2 separate regions of the Sus scrofa genome follow, and region 2 is linked to region 1. The links are chromatin contacts, called in public Hi-C maps. All regions are on one chromosome and are shown on one strand. The core of a region is the stretch at or near the end of the contact, and the rest is flanking DNA. Distances in the headings are between cores, read along the strand shown.

Region 1 (2,700 bases), core at 3-2,502:
GGCCAGATCCTTCAACAACAGCCAGGCACCGTGTTCATGTCACGGAAAGAGCAAGATAGGACCAAGTCTCTGCTTCTATGGAGTTCACACGAGGTGGGGAGGAGGGACAATAAAACCCAAACAAATGTATAAAATAACTCAGCGGGACACAAACCCTGCAAGGAGAAATACCTCGGGTTAAGGGGGGAGCCACAGAACAGGGAGGCAGGGACCTAACCCCAGAGGGGCAGCAGGCTCTCTGGGAAGCAGTTCCAGGCAGGAGGAACTACCAGCAGTGCAAAGTCTAGGACTGAAAGACATGCCTGGAAGCAGGAGAGGTGTCTGGTGGGGCCTCAGGGTCTCACATGGCCACCCTCCAAGGGTCTGGGGGAGGGGGACAAGATGTCATGCAGGACACCTATGGCCCCTCCCTCCCCTCTCATTCCTGCCAGGATCACACCAGCCTTCTCCAGCATCCTCTCTGAGCTGTGGCTGACCTGTTCCTCTCCCAGTTCCAGTTCAAACAAGGCCCTCTCTGCAGACAGGACCCCACCCCCACCCCAGTCCCACTGCCACAGCCAGAAGTGACCACACATCTTATCTTAGGATAATGTGGTGGCCATGCAGCTGGGCACTGTGGCCAGGCTGTACCACTTTCTTAAATGCCTGACCTTGGACAAGTTGCTTGAATCCTCTTGTGCCTTATTTCCTCGTCTGTAAAAGAACCTCTCAGGATTGGCATGAAGAAGCTAAGCACTTAAAAGAGCTCCTGGGCCATTTCAAATACCATCTTGATAGGAGTCAGAGATTGTTATTTTTATTCTCTCCTCCAATCTCCTTGCTCAAAGAGGAAACAGAGGTCCAGAGAGGCCCAGCAGCTTGCTCAAGGTCACACAGCAAATGCTGAGCTGCGGGGGAGACTGAACCAGTCCCGTCTGGCGTCCGGCGCATCCTCCCTCCTCTGAAGCCCTCCCAGCTGCCAGCTTCCCCCAGGGCCTCACCCGGATCGTGTCCACGAGGCTCTGCACCTTGGCCGGGTCCAGCACAGACGGCAGCGGCCGGATGAGCACGCTCAGCGGCACGTTGTGCACCGCGGCGATACAACCCGAGTGGATGCTGCCGCCCTGCGCGCTGCCGCTCGGCCCAGGTCCCTCGGGCGACCCCCGGCCCATCCCGGCCCTGCCCAGCGCTCCTCCGCACGCAGTCCCATCTCGCCGCCGTCGCTACCGCCGCCGCCACTAGACGCACCTCCTCCCAAGGGCTTTAACCCCGGCCGGGCCGTACCATTCTGCGCAGGCGGCGGGGGGCCCGGCCAGTGCGTCTCTCTCCCCCGGCCCCGCAGTGGTCCGGCCCATCCCCCGCGCGTCCCCGCGGGACCTCGGCTCCACTCGCCCGGCGCCGCGGGATGCACGCGGGGCTCCGGCTCTCCGCTGGGGGGCGCCGCACCGCTTCTCCTCTTCCGCTCGGCGTCCCGGGAGTGGAAGCGTCCGGGCAGGCTGACTCAGGGTGAGTCTGCAGGTCGTGGGGCGGGAGGGGCGCCGATGGCTGTGCGTCACACACCGGGGTGACTCAGGTCCGCGGGAGGCGGGGGCGGGGACGCGGCGTGGAAGGGGCCAGATCTGCCCGGCGAGAGTGAGTTGGCAAAACCTCGCTCTTGGCAGCCCAGCCTTTGGAGCCTTAGCGGTAATAGCGGTAGAAGTAATAATAATACCTACCAACAACAGTAATATTACGAGTCTGACGAATCTGGTGCTGTGTCGGGCACTGTCTTAAACACTTTGCATGTACATTAGTTTATTTAAACCTCAAAACAAGTCTGCAAACTAGGTATGATTAACTCCTATTTTGCAGACGGGGGAAACTGAGGCACAGCTTGGTTTAAGAGACTTGCCCAGGGAGTTCCTGTCGTGACTCAGTGGTTAACGAATCCGACTAGGAGCCATGAGATTGCAGGTTCGATCCCTGGCCTTGCTCAGTGGGTTAAGGATCCTCGTTGCCGTGAGCTGTGGTGTGGGTTGCAGACATGGCTCGGATCCCGCGTTGCTGTGGCTCTGGCGTAGGCCGGTGGCTACGGCTCTGATTCGACCCCTAGCCTGGGAACCTCCATATGCCTTGAGAGGGGCCCAAGAAATGGCAAAAAGACAAAAAAAAAAAAAAAAAAAAAAAAGAGAGAGAGAGAGAGAGAGAGACTTGCCTAAGGTAATGAGCTAGTAAGTGGCTCGACCAGGGTTTGAATCCTAGCAGCCTGACTTCAGAGTGTGTTCTGTACCCACTGTTGGTTTGTATGTTGAGATACCTGTGACTCAACTCAGAATGGCTATAAGCGTTAAGAAGATTTGTATTTTCACATAATTAAGATGTCTGGAGGTAGGCATATCCAAGGCTGGTGAAGAAGTAGCTGAACAATGTCAGGATGGAGACTTAAGCCTCCTGTTGAGATTAAGGTGAGGTACCTTTCTCTGGGGCTAATGTAAGTTTGGGACTGGAAGCTGGAGACATTCTAGGATCTATGCAATATCCTTTTGTTTTAGTTTGGATTCTCCCAGAAGTAGATCCCAAGTCTGGGACTTGTATGCGGGTACTTTATTTGGGAGCTGTTCTAGTTATTATCACTGTAGCACAAACCTCTTGGAAATGTAGCAACATAAGACAACCATTTTATAATCCTCACAGATTTTGTGGGTCAAGAAATCAGGCACGGCAAAGTGGGGACTGGTTGTC
Region 2 (2,700 bases), core at 35-2,534, 85 kb before region 1:
TGGCATAGAGTGGGGTACAGGGCTCTGGGGCCAAGCTGAGTTCAAGGCCCCCTCCCCCTGGCCGCCAGCTGTACCATCTTGAGCAAGACCCACTCCCCCTTCACCTTTTTCCTTTTCTGTTAAAGTGGACACGCTAAGAGCACCTGCTTCACTGGGTGCTGGGGGAAGTGAATTACCCAGAACTAGAGGTCAGCGCTTCCCTTAGCATGTGCTCCATGAACAGCAGCCCACCTTCCCTGCTTGGCACCCTCCACACCTGGAAAAAAGCTAAGCAGAGACCTAAATGCACCCCGAGTGTTGGGCCTTGAGAGCCCTTTGGGAGGAGGCTCCCTCCATCACCAAAAAGAACACGGTCCACCTCCATCCCGTGACGATCTTAAATCCTCAAGGTTGAGAGGAGGATGCTGATTTTTTACATCAACTGCATCAGGAAATAATTAATATAAAACCTAAGGGACCCATGTTATCCATTTAAAGCATATCTTTCTGGAGTGCCCTGGTGGCCTGGCATTGTCACTGCTGTAGCTTGGGTTCGATCCTGGGCCCCAGAATTTCTGCCTGCCGCATAGGCAGGCAAAAAATAAATAAAAGTATCTTTCCATGAGTTTTGACAAATATACACCCTGTGTAGCCACCGCCCAATCAGAATGCAGTACATCCCCATCACCCCCAAAATCTCCCTCGCGTCCCTCACCTGTCACGCCCACCCCCTGGCCCCCAGCCACCACGAATCTGATTTATCACTGTCGCTCGCTTTTGCCTCTTCTGGAATTTCATATAAGTGAAACTAGACAGCATGTATCCTTTTGTGCTTGGGACCCTCCCCAGCAGGGACACCTGTCCCCCAGAAGCCAGGATCCGGCAAAGGATCTGGGATGCTCGTGACGGCATTTCCCACCTGGGCTTGATGGCAACTCCTGGTTGGCTTCGCTGGGATTCTCAGCTCATTGAGTCCCCAGGGCCCAGTTTTGTGCCTGAGACCAGAGGTGAGGCCATGCCCTAGCCTAGGAGTTAGTAAAATATATGTGTGTGTGTACGGGTGAGTGCATGTGAAAGACAGACAGAGAATGAGTCTGTGTGAGAGAGAGATCAAGGTGAGTGTGCATATGTGTGAGAAAATAAATGTGGGTTGGGAGTGTGTGTATGTGAGCATGAAAGATCACTCCTGCCCAGGCCTGGCAGCTGGACTAACGGTCCATTTCCCCCAGGTCTGGCGGCCTCCTCCAGGCCCCCAGCTGCCCTGATGGGCCAGGCCAGCCCCCCCACGGGAGCCCCCAGCCGCTCCCCACTCGGCTTTCCTTGTATTGTGCGCAGCCTGGTTCCTCGAGGAAATGGGGCGGCTGCTGGGTGCGGGGGCGGCCGCCAGCAGCCCCACCCCCTTCCCCCCATTGTCACTCTTGGCTTTGGCCCCTAGCCCCTGCTGCCGACACTAAAAATAGACTTGTTCACAGGGAGACGGCCGCACCCCTGAACGGGCTTCCAGGCTGGGCGTGAGGTCGGGGTCGCCAGGACAGAGCTGTCCCTGGGAGGCGAGGTGTCCCCATCCAGTGACCGGAGTCAAAGCACATAGGGCCGTGTGACCTCAGGTCACCTTCTTCCCCTCGTGAGCCTCAGTTTTCTCATCCGTCAGATGGGGATAAGGACACCTACCTGCTGGGCTTGCTCTGAGAGTGAAGAGAAGTGTGGTTGTGCCCCGAGGGCTTTGTTCCTGTCCTGCTCGATGCCACCTGAGTATCTGGAGAGCCTGAGGAGGGCAGAACTTGCCCACCTCCTCATCCCGATCTTCAGTGGCTGCCCAGGGCCTCCAGCTTCCCCTTCAGGGGAGCCGAGGGCCTGGAGAGCCCACCTGGGAGTCTAGAGGCATCTGCAGGTGAAGCCATGGGATACCTGGCAGGTGTCATCTCTCTGCGCCTCTGACATCTCTGTGAGCTCACGCCGTGACTTCTGCTGCCCAGGCTGGGACTTGAACCCATGTCTCCAGCCTCTGAAGGCTTGTGTTTTTTCCGCTTTGAGGGGCCGTGTCTGTTCTGATGACTCTGCAGACTTCCTGGCCGGATCACCTTGTCTTTCAGTCCACAAACATGTGATTCATCGTGAAGGAAGACGGGGGCAGTGGGTGTTGAGGCCTGGGCTCCGGGCTGGGAAGCTCCCCTCCAGCCCACGGGGGTGGACAGCTGCCCTCAGCTGCCACCATGGCCACTGAGCTGGGCCTGCAAAGGAGGAGTTATCAGTGTGTCCTTCTGTCTGTCTACCAGTCTACCAAGCTCTTTCTTCCTTTGTGTTTTTTTTTTTTTCTTTAAGCACGAAATATTTCAGACAGCTTCTGCTGTATAATTTTAGAGTCTGACACTCTTAGAATTACTCTTGTCACAGTTGCAATTTGATATTCTGTAACAATCTCTGTCCCCCACTGACCCTTGGCCCTAGGGCAGGGACTGAGACTTTATTATTAATCCATGCATCCCCGAGACAAGTACAGTGGGAGGGTCCTCCCAGGCAGACCTTGTTCTTGTGCAGGTTTGTCTCCATCCACTTGTACCTGGAGATTCGTGGGGCTGTCTTGTCACCTAGTTTTGTTGTAAACCTTGTCCATGGGGTTCAGGTGTGCTACCTGGCTGCCCTGTAGATTTGGATGTGAGGATCTGAGAATATCCCAGAAGCTCAACTCATTTAAAAATGAAAATGGCTTCATATCAAGCA

What was found. A called contact is a pair of places that touch in the nucleus more often than the background predicts.
Region 2: a contact with region 1 is called in a Hi-C map of skeletal muscle, with 4 times the contacts expected there. The contact joins the enhancer-like site here to the promoter of SRXN1 in region 1. A contact is called at or near these places in 1 of 5 promoter capture datasets (fetal skeletal muscle), 20 of 47 Hi-C or Micro-C datasets (alveolar macrophages, blood, brain and 14 more) and 2 of 2 datasets of contacts at active chromatin or transcription factors (alveolar macrophages and skeletal muscle).

The regions. Positions count from the first base shown.
Region 1 is chr17:34,580,929-34,583,628 of Sscrofa11.1, reverse strand. SRXN1 (sulfiredoxin-1) reads right to left here and starts at 1,252. Exons shown (of 2, transcript XM_003134361.4): 1 at 981-1,252. The coding sequence starts at 1,151. It overlaps LOC106506648 (a long non-coding RNA gene), which reads left to right and starts at 1,266. Exons shown (of 3, transcript XR_002339912.1): 1 at 1,266-1,485.
Region 2 is chr17:34,666,290-34,668,989 of Sscrofa11.1, reverse strand. The region is part of intron 2 of LOC110257457 (a long non-coding RNA gene); the gene reads left to right. Among named protein-coding and RNA genes, the nearest start is that of CSNK2A1, 25 kb to the left of the region's middle. Within about 2 kb of position 1,284, at least 3 of the 83 cell types and tissues checked have an H3K27ac peak or open chromatin away from gene starts, as enhancers often do. A contact at or near this core is called in skeletal muscle, where this site is marked.